Linked DNA regions of Rattus norvegicus: region 2 is linked to region 1. The links are chromatin contacts, called in public Hi-C maps. All regions are on one chromosome and are shown on one strand. The core of a region is the stretch at or near the end of the contact, and the rest is flanking DNA. Distances in the headings are between cores, read along the strand shown. Region 1 holds the start of Pomk (protein-O-mannose kinase). Region 2 holds the start of Kcnu1 (potassium calcium-activated channel subfamily U member 1).

Region 1 (6,702 bases), core at 2,165-4,664:
ATGAGGGGACAGGAGTGGATTTACTTCAGCTGTTATTACTCACGGGCCTCTGGAGAGGAATGTTTTCTGCCACATGCGGCTTGACCTGGTGATTGGACACTTTACCCAGATGACTCTTCTTCTTCTTTTTTTTTTTTTTAACAGAGCTGGGGACCGAACCCAGGGCCTTGGGATTGCTAGGCAAGCGCTCTACCACTGAGCTAAATCCCCAACCCCCAGATGACTCTTCTTAACCCTCAGAGTCTGATGTTCTGAATGAAGTTGGTTACAGGGTGAGACTTTGATCTGCCTCATTTTTAGGACCTGCTCTCCCAGGCTCACACACCAACCAGAGCGGTAAACATTCTTCTTTACAACTAATGTTTTTTTTTTTTTTTTTTAAAGCACAGCCTTGCTGTTTTAATTTCTTAAATGTTATTTATTTATTTGAATATGAGAAGATGACACCTGCTAAGGCATACATGTGGAGGTCAGAAAACAACTTGTAGTGATTGGTTCTCTCCTTCCACTAGGTGGATTCTGAGTGTTGAACTCAGGTTGTTGGGTTTGGCAGCAAGCCCCTATCACCACTGAACCATCTTGCCAGCCCACCACACTGTATTTTAGAGATGCCATCTACTGTACTTCATTAGTTGTGACTGATTCTAGCACCATTAGTGAGATAATTCCCCCAACCCCAGTCTTACTGTATAGACAGACCAACCGTACAATCAATCCTCCTGCCTCACTCTCCAATGTGCTGGAATTATAAGCATTCACAACCACCCTGGTGTGAAACACAGTTTGTACATATTTCTTTATGTGTGTGTGTGTAAGAGACAGAGTCTCTGACAAAGGGTGATCCTTCCAAACCACAGATTTAATCCCACTCTCACACCCGCCTGCCTGGGGAATGCAGGCATTCAATATTCCCACTGTGCCCTGACAAACAAAACTCTTAGATGAGTCCTGAGTGGCTAGGGATGTAGAACATAGTCTATGCCAAGATGCACTGCCTTGGAGAACACGAAGGGGAAAGTAAACTTCTGGAGCCCAGTACTGGTTCACCTACTCTCCACACACTCACGCATGCATGCACACACACACACACACACACACACACACACACACACACACACACACACGCATGTACACATGAATGCACACATGCACTGTGCCGCACTCCAGCCCCCAAACATTCCTAGGTGCTCAAAGAAACCCTTTAGGAGATACGTAGGCCTTTCCCCTCTAGATTACACGTTCCTTGATGTTTGTCTTCTGTTGTTTGGTTCCCCACTGTCTGCAGTGCCTCTCGCGGCAGGGACTTGAGAAGAATGCACGGATTGGCAGGTCACGCTGCACTTTTCTGTGTTTATGGTCTCTGGCACGCACACTCCTGTTGTCCTTGGCTTTACTCATGGCCCCGGTGTCTCTTTTTTAGTCTATGGGGACCTGTCTGTCCCATCATGCTTCTCATCCACCCATTTCTTCTTGCACCCAGTGTCACCACACCAACACTATAGTTACATCTTCCCAGTGTCAAATCTCTTTCAACCTCTCCCTCATCTTACCTTGACCTTACCTGGGTGAATGCAAGCTTCCTGGACCCTAGAAATCATATAGTTTTAGGAAGGAAAGGATGGCGGGCTGGGCAGACTGCTCAGTGGGTAAAGTGTGAGGACCCCAGAACCCAAGAGAAGCCAGATGTACCCATAATCTCATGGATTGTAGAGACAGAATAGTCAGAAGCTGCCAGGCCAGCTAGCCAGATACATGGTGGGACATCACAAAGTGACACCGTTTCAAACAAGGCAGGAGGCCAGAGCAGCACCCATGCTGTACTCTGACCTCCACATGTGTGCCATGACACACCTGTGAAACACGCACATAGGAGCACACACTTTTGAATGTAAAACTGTCAGCCCCTTTCCGGGGTTTTGCAAGGGATGTGTGGCAGCACAGAGAAGCTGTCATATATACCTCCAGTCCCCTTCAGTTTGCGTGAGAATCTGCCAAAGGCCTATTCATTAAAGACTCGGTCTTGGCTGTTGGCACTACCAGACGGCAGCAGAACCTTGAGCAGGCAGAGTCTGTTACAAGGAAGCCTCGGAAGGTAACAGCGTGCCCTGGAAGGAGCTACTGGGACCTCAGCCTGTGTCTCTGTGCTTCCGGGGTGTCAGGAAGTAAGATGACCTCCCCACTCACGGTCTTCCCTCCTTCAGTTTCCCTTTCCACTGCTCTCTCCAGCCATGATGTGTATACTGAGCATGGGCCATAAGCAAAGGTCACAGAACGAATCCCATGATTGATCCCCAGTAAACCCTTCCCCTTTAAAAAGCTGACGATAACAAAAAAAGCCGGCACGCTCCAATGCTACCAGCATCATGGACAAAACGCTGCAGGAACCTAGAATTCATATTTTTAAATTTGCTTATTTTATACGCATGAGTGTTTGCTTGCACTCACATTGTCCAATATGTGTTGTGTGTGTGTGTGTGCCTGGTGCCCCGGGGGTCAGAATAAAGCGCTGGATTCCCTGGAACTGAAATTATGGACAGTGGTGAGCCATTAGGGAATCGAACCGAGGTCCTCTGCAACAAGGCACACAACACATGTGGCTCTTAACCACCAGCCATCCCTCCAGCCTCAGAATCCACATTATCAGCTCTATGCCGAACCCTCATTTCTTGGCAACTGGTGTGTGTTAACACACCTGTTTCTTGTGGACTGCCCAGAGCTTAGAGAATATGTGTAGCCGGCTGAGTAGGAACGTCTGGCACTGTTTAAACTCGACGGCTAGTTGATAACGGTGAAAAAGGACCAGCGGCTGTATGCTCACTGCTTAGGCTAGACAGGGAAAATTAAGTGAACTGCCAATGTGCAGATAGTTTATATGATTCGAGAAGGCGCTGGTGCCACCAATTCGGTTCAGACTAAATCTCACTTCCCGGTAACTATTTAAATATTCTGGATGTTATTTAGTTTGTGCAGGCGAAAGGGCGGAGGCATCAAATTTACTAAACGTCTAAAATTGGGTTTTAACAAAGAAGTGGGGAGAGAAGTGAGAGGGAGGGGGAGAGAAAGCGAGGGCATGGCGGGCAGTCTCCGCTCGCTCACACAGTTCAGTAGCAGCGCCCGGTGCACGGTAAGCACCCTGAGCGGGTGTGCACCGTACGCACCCGGAGAGGGGTTCTCGGTGAGCACCCGAGGGGAGTTGCACGATGAACACCCGGAGAAGGGGTGCACGGTAAGCACCCTAGGGGCCGCTGCCAGCACCAGTTTCCAAGTCTAGTCCCAGCTGAGCCCCATGAGAGCCCACTCTGGGGCTGGGCCGGGAAGATGGGGCCGGGGGTCGGGTTCGGAAAGGCCCCACAGAACCCTGGCCCACCTCACTACGCCCCGGAGCCTACCTGGAGACCACCAAATCCGGCTCGCATCCCAGAACGCCTGCGCGGCCGGAAGCGGTCGGAGGCGAGCGTTAGGCTGCCCTCTGGTGGCCGCCTCCCGCCTCACACTGGACGCCCGCGGCAGTGTACCCTCACCCAGCCAGCCCCTGGTTCTGGTTTCCTCTAGCCAAATTGGTAAACGCCAGGAAGCAGCAGCAGGGTTGAGCCTGGGGCTGAGGACCTCAGAGGGTTGTTTCCCCGATCTGCAGTTCTACACTCTCTGCAAAGCGGCGGCTGCCAAAGAGGGATCGTCAGAAAAGCAGCATGAGAAAATCGCAGACTGAGCCTCAGTGTACTGATGCCTCTGGATTTGATAACTACACGTAAAGGTGACTGTGGAGCTTCCACCTGAGACGCAAAGCTGCACTTCACAGACTTCAAGCGACGTGAAGGCTGGAAGGTCTTAATGTGTCACGAGAGGGGTAAGGGTGGGAAATGGAAAATCAGACATAACACCACCTAATTTGTTGTACTTAAAAAACTGATCTACTTTCCAGATTCGAAATCAAGACAGTACAGCGTGCAGGTTTAAAAAACCATCTGTGTTTATTATCCAAACGATGAGTGTTAACTCGAAGCATGCACCTTGATCAAGCACCAGAGGAGTGGGGCAAAAACAAAACAATTCTCAAAAAAAAAAAAAAAAAAAAACCAAAACAAAACCCTCTAAGCAACCTTTGCTTCTCGGACTGACAAATGCGTGCCTATGTGGTATGCCAGAGAACTCAAAGAAATGATAGAAAGACTCGCTGGAAATTGTGATCTACCTAATATCAATGCTATGAACTAAACTCAGGTAGTGTGGAGCCATTTCTCCAGCACCAAGGATATTTATTGTAGAAAATATACCTGGATATATAACAGCAAGAAATAAATTACATGAAATATATACACATATATGTACATATACACATATACATATGCATATATATATGCCATTAAGAACACTGTTCAATGAATAGTTTCCGTTTGAGAAGCTTTAAAACCTCTGGTGACGATGGAGGTAATGGCTGTAAAATAATGTGTATGAGATGCCATTGAAATACCCACTTAAAATGGCTAGGATAGGGGCTGGAGAGATGACGGCTTAGTAGGTGAGAGCATTGGTTGCTCTTCCAGGGGACCAGGGTTCCAGTCATCCACTTGGCAGCTAACCACTGCCTGCAACCCAGTTCTAGAGGATTAGACCTTCTGCCTCTGCCCTCTGAAGGCACTGCACACAGTGGTGCTCAGACATATAAGCACGCAAAGCACATCAAGTAAAATCCAAAACAACCTTTTACAAAATGAATAAAACCATGAGGGGTGTTATATACAGTTTGCTAGAATAAGAAGTGATGCTGTAGGGGCCTGAGAGGGCCAGCAGGTCAGGGTGCTTGCCGTCAAGTCTGACAATCTAAGTCCGAGATCCCTAGGACCCACATGGTAAGGTGAGTAAGGATGCTCACCGTGTCCTTTGCTCTCCAAATGCACATGCATGGACACACGCGCGTGCACACACACACACACACACACACACACACACACCCAAGTGACATTAAGTTATGCTGTAATGATACGTACTGACACAAAGAGATATTCACAACACATGGATGTGGTGCGTTTGGTGTTAAACAGCCTTCATAGGCTCACATGCCTCTGCGGTCCTCAGTGCGGGAGGCTGGTTTGGAAATAAGGGATTCTTTATTAACAGGCTTCGTTTCCTGTTCTTTGCTTCCTGAGTATGATGGTCCAGGCAGCCATCACATCCCTGCCTGCTCCTGAATCTTCCCTGAAATGATAGCCTGTAAGCCATTGGCATAACCAGCCAAAGTAATAAACATCTGCCCCTCCCCAGTTGCTTTTGTCATAGTGTTTTATTACAATACGAAAGGAACTAAGTCAACAGCCGAGGGTGGGAAACAATGTATTTAATGTTGTGGTACTGGGTATGGACTCCCGGAGCTCATGCTATTCTCACACAGCGGGGGCTGATAAAACAGTGCTTTCAAGAAAAGATGGGGAGGGGACTTCCCAGGAAGATGCTGACACCTCTGTAAAGCACAGCTTCAAAATCCAAGCAGAATTAGTGGCAGGGCTATTTGTGGTGGATCAAGGAAGACGACAGGTGTTTGGAGCAGCATGGATCTGGCCAGAGGATGTCTGCTCTGTTTTTCTCTGACCGGAGTTCAGTGTGGCTCAAATCCTGGAAGACCTCTGGTTAAGTATGAGACAGCAAAGACTCTCTAAGCCAGTGAGTGGAGGAAACCCTCATTTTTGTGCTGTTCTGTCCCCTTTCCCACTTCTGCCCTTTCTTTATTCATCCCCAGCCACCAGCACCACAGTAGTGAATGTGACTGCCAAAGCTGCAGGACCAGAGCTCAGCAGTCCTTCCTTCCTACCCAGTGGAGACGGACTCTGAAGAAGCCCAAAGCAGGCGCCCACCCCTCCCCAGGCCCACCCACTCCAATGCTGTAGCAGAATTGTGGATGTCGGCAGATTCTTGTGTTGTTTTTTTTTTTTTTTCTTAGAGAATGAATTACATATGGTAAGATCCTCCTCTATTCCCTTCTCCACCCTCTTCCCAGCTTCGTGTCTTTCCTCCCCTCTACCCCCTGCTGCTCCCATTAGGGCTGCCCTTATTTGCTTGCCTATGAGACCAGCCTCTGAGCACAGGAAATCTACCAATGGATTCACCCTCAGAGGAGATTCTCCCTCCATAAAGTGATCAACCAGCAGTCTTTCCTCAGTGAGGGGAAGGGGAGAAAGCACTGCCCCAGGCTGTGCTGGAGTCTCAGCTGGCTGGCTCCTGGGCAGGTAGTCGCTCAGTTTCTCGCTCAGTTTCCGAGGGCCCTGGCTGTAGCGTGTCCATATTCAGCCTTCCACAGCATTTGCCCCTCCGGGCCGTGGCCTCTGGCTCTCCCTCAGCCCGGTGCTTTTGTGTCCCTTAGCTCCTAGCGTAGGCCTGAGCACTGAACCCCTGCTTCTCAGCGCTGTGCGTGTCTGCACTGACTGCTGGGCAGTTTCTTGACGGTCAAACTAGAATCCGGTCTCTGCCCGGAGAACCGACACGGGTTCTCCAAGAGAACCCAATGTTCTGGGTATGCAGGCTGTGGTGGCACTTGACTGGGAGGCTGACTGAGCTGAACGTCACACCTGACTCCGATCAGCACAAGACACTTCGAGGGCCATGCTAATGATGAGGGGTCTGCTCGTGCCCAACAAGGCCGAGTGACATACACACTCTTGAAACAAACGCTAAAGCACAAAGTATTTCAAAGGGCGGAAGGAGGACCTG
Region 2 (6,702 bases), core at 2,812-5,311, 140 kb before region 1:
CCCCTGTGGGTCTGGGGAGCAACAGGTCATTAAGCTTGGTGGCAAGGACTTCAGACCCACTGAGCCACTGTGCCAGCCCCATGTTACAGCATGTACTGCTGACAGAATACCAAGAAGAAAAATGGCTTCGTTGTCTGAAACGGGGAATGATGCCCAGACAACATACTGTTGAAAATATGTTAAATGGTGAAAGTCAAGGAAGTGAAAAACCCTTACGACAGCGAAGCAGTTTGAATAAATAACATGGACCTTAATGTCTGACCTTATTTTCCAAATAGCTACAAGCCTCCCACGTATGTGTGTGTTCACCTGTGGGTACATACTTGATCATAGAATCAAATGCATGTGTGTATGACAAGCACATGAATCAGAGGCCAGAGGCATTGAAGGCCTTGAAGCTGGAGTTGTAGGTGGCTATGCAAGCGACCTGACGTACGTAGGTGCTGGGAACCAAACGGGGGTCCTCTGAGCCATTCCTCCAGCTCTGTATAGGATTCTTCACTACCTCCTTCCCTCCTTTCTTTCTCCATTTTGAAATGGACTGCAATACTTACTGACATCTTTTCTGTTAGAGGTCACTTTAGTCTCAGAGACCCCATCTTATAGAGTCCCCCATCTCGTACTGGGCTGAATGCTAAGAAATAGCTAAAACTCCCAGAAACGACTGAAGTCCAGTAGCTGCTGAAGAGGCTCTGACTGGCTGGTCTCAATCCAGGCCAAGTGACCAGGGAAGCCATATGAGGTATTTGACAGGTAGCAACTGACTTAAGATGCCGGGTGTGAAAAAGTTGGAAATATACAATATGCATCTATCAGATTGGTTATCCCTACCCTTGGCCTTACTCCTCCTGGTTTGTGGGGTTGGTTTGTTTGGTTTTTGTTTGTTTGCTTGCTTTAAAAAGTTGCTGTCTTCAGCCAGGGACCCTTGGAGTTGAATTAGGGAAAAGCTGGAAGAAGCTGAGGAGGAGGGCAACCCCTAAGACCAGGAGTCTCAACTTACCTAGACCCCTGAGATCTCTCAGACACTGAGCCACCAGCCATGCAGCATAGACCAGATGATATGAGCCCTTCACTCACTCTCTCTCTCTCTCACTCACACACACACACACACACACACACACACACACACACACACACACAGCAGAGGACTGACTGCTGGTCTGGACTCAGTGAGAGAAGATTCACCTATCCCTCTAGAGACTTAAGGCCCCAGGGATTGGGAAGGTCTGGTGGGGTGGGGGTGAGGAAGGAGGGGACATTCTCTTGGAGATGGGGGAGGGGTGGTGGTTTGTGGTGAGGTATAGGATGGTGAGTGTTGGGCTCAGTCTAGGAGAGAGGTAGTGGCTGAACTATAAAGGGAGATTAAATTTAAAAAAAAAAGGGAGGGGCTCTGTCTTATCCCCCACTGACACGGTTTAGATCCCGAATCCAGCCATGTCCCTGATATATTACTTGTCACCTTTTTGAATAAAGAAACTTTTGTTGGCTCTAACTTGGTTTTCGTGGTGTACTATTCCCAATCTCCGACCCTAACATAGAGAGAGAGAGCACCGGAGGGAGGAAGGGAGGGGCAGGCCATTGTGCAAATGTAGAGATCAGAGAACAATGTTTAGGAATTGGCCCTTGAGTCTTAAAACCAGGTCCTCGGGTTTTCTGGCAGGTCCTTTAGCTGCTGAGTCATTTCATTTCATGAGCCTTCTTAATTCCTTTCTTAAAATAAAATCACATTTGCTTATGCATTTGCATGCATGTGCGTATGTGTGTGCGTGCACACCACGCACTCGTGTCCATGCTAGGGTGCGGCGCAAGAGTGGCGGTCGGAAGACAATTTGCAGCCCTTGGTTCTCTTCCTAGGAGTTGAATTCAAGTGTTCAGCTTGGCATCAGGCCCTCTTACCAGCTCTCTTTATTTTCTCTACTCTTCTCTTTTGTAAAAGTACGGGGCTTTACTATGCCCGCTCTTGCTCCCAAATAATGATACAGAGACCTTTACGGTTTTTTAATAAGGCTCTTGTACTATTGTGGGCAGATTCTGATCTATTCTAACATGGCTATGCTGGCCTGGCCTACTTCCCAGTCACTTCCCACCAACTGTGGCGTTACCTGCCATCTTGGTCTCGTCCTGGCCTTCTTCTTAGTCCGAGTCTCAATGGCGACTCCTTCGGGATTCTCTCCCATTGACCTCCTTTTCTCCCTTCTTCCCACCCAGGACACGCGTCACTGGGATCGGAAGTCCCGCCTCTCCCGCTCCTGCCCAGCCACTGGCCGATCAGCTCTTTATTAACCAATCAGAGGTGATGGAAAACAACTTTTGCACAACACTGAGACAGGAAATGGTTGACTATGCAAATGTCTGGACTGCAAACAGGTCGCTGTAATCAGCATCTGAATACACAGTGCACAAACCGTTGCTGCCCCCCACACCTCTCTGCTCCCCTCTCCTCCCACGCCCCTCCTCTCCTTTCCCTGCCTCTCCCCTCCGGTCCCCTCCGCACTCCTCTTCTCTCTTTTCATCTCTCCTCTGACCTTACAACATTTTTAGAAACAGGTCACACTACGTATCTGAGGCTGGTTTCAAACTCATGATCCTCTAACCTCAGTATCTAGAGTTCTGGACCACACAGTGCCACTACACTTAGCATAACATCTTTTCTTATATTTAATTTTAAATATGCTCTTTAAAACATGGAATGCCAGCAATAAGTCTATCAAGCAATCATTGTTTGACATATAATAAAACTATGAAATTAAGGAGACTCTTTAGACCTTGCCCGGTGACTGGGCAGAAGGGCCTGGACTGATGCTAGGAGTTCCTCACAAGAGTGTTCATGCTGCCATAGCCCAGTGCAGGGTAATAGTAGAAATGACAGAAAAACTGAGAGAACAGACATGGCAGTCCAGGAAATGCCTTCTTTGTCTCCAGGAAATAGTGTAAAGTAAGGCTGGGCCCCTAAGGAACACATGCTTTCCCAGATCATCCAGGACTAGGGTGAGACAGGCTCACCTCTGGAGATTAAAATTCCACCTGTCACTCATACAAATGATAAGGTATGACATTTCTTACAGCTTCGAAATAGAGACTTAAAGGGGAGTCAGAGGTGTTACTGACAGGGCAGAGATAAAAGCAAGAAAGAGGAAGATTTGACAAGGAATAGATGAGGACCAGTTTGATGGTACCAAGGGACGAATCACATTACAGTAGAAGCATTTATATAACACCCATAGTCTACCATGAGCCATTCTTACTTAAAAGATAAAAATATATGTCCCTAAATATATATAATTTAAAAACATAAATGATTCTTTAAAATGTATATATTTTTGGTGCTCTCAACTATACATATTTAAAGTCAATTATCATCGAGCAACCCATTTCATACCACGTGTGTTGTAGGTGTGTGCACATGACAACGTATGTGCCCAGAACACCCAGATTCTACTCCTTCTTTATTTTAGCACAATTTTACAAATGTGTCTCAATGTTACCAACCAGTCTTCATGTCATACCATAGATATTTAGATGAGTTTACCCACAACTTTTTAAAAGAACAAACAAAATCTAAATATTTTTTTTTTCTGGTTCTTTTTTTCGGAGCTGGGGACCAAACCCAGGGCCTTGCGCTTCCTAGGCAAGCGCTCTACCACTGAGCTAAATTCCCAACCCCACAAAATCTAAATCTTTAAGGATTTCTTTTCCTCTGAAATTTTCAAGAACCTAATATTGTCTCAGAAAGGTAGAGAACCAGTTCTGAGGTTGCTGTATGTATGTTACCAAAAACAAAATCTGAAGTTGCTTGACTAGACAATCCAATTGAAATAGGTAGCCAGCTGCTAGTCTCTGCACTAGAGAGTAGAATTCCTCAAGGTCTCAGAAGAAGTGATGAGGGCATCCGGAACCCTCATCTACTGACTACCCTGGGTAGTCTTTAGCATTCTCTGTCAGTTGACTGGCATCAGTGAGTTTCACCAGAGTGGTTAGGAGACTCTTGTCCTTTGAGCTTCTCATTGGCTTTCACATCAGATCTCGAGGTGATGCAATAATACAAGGAAGTGTGCCTCCTGGGACTGTTGCCGGGTGACCATGACATCATAGACTAGCCCAACAGTGTCTTCTCAAGATGTCTCAAACATTGCTAGACAATTTAAATAAGAAAGAATTGACGGAAACGTCATGTACAATCGAAATCCAAGCAGCATTCATTCTCTCCTCCTTGGCGACTTTCTTCGGGGGACTAATCGTCTTGTTCATTTTCAGAATAGCCTTGAAAATCTCAAGAAACTGGAAAACCGTCAAGGGGCCAAGAGGGATCTTGGTCAGTTTCCTTGTCTGAGACACCTGTGTGTGAAGATTGGCAAAGCTTGTTGACCATGTATGATGAGGGATGTACCAGAGTCTCTGTTCTGAAAAAAGAAAAAAACAGAAAACAAAAAACCTTCCATGTACATTGACGACAACCCTGTTTCAAATCTTAAAAAGACAGTTAAGGTCAAATGTACTTTATGGATTAATCCTAGCACTTGAGGCAGGAGGATTGATGTGAGTTTCAGGTCAACCTAGACTACATGGACAGAGGAGACCCTCTCTCCAGAGAGGGGGGTGGGGAGAGAATGAATGTATATGTAGTGTATAAATATACAATATGCTGTAAATAAATTACATATATATATATATATATATATATATATATATATATATATATATATATATATATATCTAGAGAGATGTTTTAGAGGAGAGCATATGGTCTTAGTGCATCCCAGGCCAGCCAGAGCTACAGACAGAGATTATCTACAATGTGAGCCTTGAGATTGGCCTGGGCTACATGAGATCCTGTTTCGGAGGGAGGGGGTTTTGCAAACTGCTAATAGGGAGCCACAAAGGCACAAGACATTGACTTAGCCTTACCTTTAAGAACCTTTCTGCATGATTCATATGTGTCCATATGTATACACTGCTCTTGTGTGTTACCAACACCAGCCACAGACACGTTGAAGGTAGTTTTGGTAGCGTAACTAGCTTTGCAAAGGTCGATGCTGACTGCTGGCAAGTGATATTGGGAACAGACGAGGCTTTGTGAAGATGACATTAATAGCTTGAAACATCTCTCTTCAATTCAACATGACTGTTCTATTTTTGTTGACTGTCTGTTCCTTTGCTTTGAGACAGGGTCTCATTCTGCAGCCCTGGAACTTAATATGTAGACCAGGTTGGCCTCTTAACTATGTAGACCAGGCTGGCCTCTTAACTCATCTGCCTTTGCCTCCTAATTGCTGGGATTAAAGGCATATGCCATCACAACAGACCCAGTGGAAGAGTTTTATTAAACTCTCTATGATTTGTTTTAATTTTCCACCACTTAGACTTTGTTTCTTCCTGAAATAAATCACAATAGGTTTTTTGTAATAGAATACTTTTTGCCTGTGCTTCATAATTAATATGTGGATTTTGCTTAAATATGTCTCTCATGTTAAAGTGGTGTAAAGTAACATAGTGTGAAAAAAGAGCAAAAATGTAATGTTATTTGCAGTGTGGTCTTTATATTTCTGTATTTGAGAATATTTGAGAATATCTAGTATTGAAATATATAGATTTTATTGATAAACCAGTTTATTCTGTAACTGTTTCTACTTGAAAGACTTTAAGCAGGGTTAGAGGCATGGCTCAGGGGTTAAGAGCACTGGCTGTCCTTCCAGAGGACCTGGGTTCAATTCCCAGCAACCACGTGATAACTCTCAGCCGTCTGCATTTCCAGTTCCAAGGGTTCTGATGCCCTCTCTTGGCTTCCCTGGACACCAGGCATATACATGCTACTGACACATAGCATTCAGGCCAAGTGTGCATTTACATAAAGTAAAAAAATAAAACTTTAGGACCTGGAAAGATGGCTCAGCAGTTAAGAGCACTGACTGCTCTTCCAGAGGTCCTGAGTTCAAATCCCAGCAACCACATGGTGGCTCACAACCACCCGTAATGAGATCTGATGCCCTCTTCTGGTGTATCTGAAGACAGCTACAATATATATTCTGTATATATTTACATATATATGTAAATCTTTTAAAAAAATAAATAAAACTTTAAACCAAGACTTTAAACAATATCATAAAACTATTGGGGAAAAAATTCTGAGACTGAATTAAATGGACATAAGCGCTCTCTCTCTCTCTCTCTCTCTCTCTCTCTCTGTGCGTGTATGTGTGTGTGCGTGTGTGTGTGTGTGTGTGTGTGTAAAATGTGTTTCTGTAGAGATCGTAGCATTTAGAAATTTCTTTAGTTGACTGCTTTAGGAAATGTTTAGTCTTCATAATGTTAATTTCCTAGGTTGAGCAAGGTAGAATGATTTCTGATTAATACCATGACAAGCACCTCCCTCCACCCCAAGAACCTGAGGCAGACTAGTTTCTCTTCCTCTACAGCTCACTCTGTCCATTCTTTGTTTTCCCCCCGTCCCCCACAGGAACTATTTTCATCACGTAGGATCGAGGTTAATCCTTTGAGAAAACTTTACTTTCATGGAGTATTTCGTGAGCGTATCGAAATGCTGCTTTCTGCGCAGACCATTGTGGGGCAAGTGTTGGTGAGTTCACGTTCCCCATTCTATTCTGATGCCTGGGAACTATAGCCAAGAACGTGATCATGGTCCCCCTCTGTATTAGCCGCACAAGTAGACATCTTCTCTTTCCTGATTGTCTTAGCTACATCAAG

What was found. A called contact is a pair of places that touch in the nucleus more often than the background predicts.
Region 2: a Hi-C map of the A7r5 cell line shows a contact between it and region 1, with 2.9 times the contacts expected there. The contact joins the promoter of Kcnu1 here to the promoter of Pomk in region 1. A contact is called at or near these places in 9 of 12 Hi-C or Micro-C datasets (the A7r5 cell line, the Rat2 cell line, Schwann cells and 6 more) and 1 of 1 datasets of contacts at active chromatin or transcription factors (oligodendrocytes).

What each region holds. Positions count from the first base shown.
Region 1 is chr16:72,787,461-72,794,162 of GRCr8, reverse strand. It overlaps Pomk (protein-O-mannose kinase), which reads right to left and starts at 3,414. Exons shown (of 5, transcript NM_001024883.1): 1 at 3,390-3,414.
Region 2 is chr16:72,929,574-72,936,275 of GRCr8, reverse strand. It overlaps Kcnu1 (potassium calcium-activated channel subfamily U member 1), which reads left to right and starts at 4,061. Exons shown (of 26, transcript XM_063275979.1): 1 at 4,061-4,312; 2 at 6,455-6,574. The coding sequence starts at 4,118.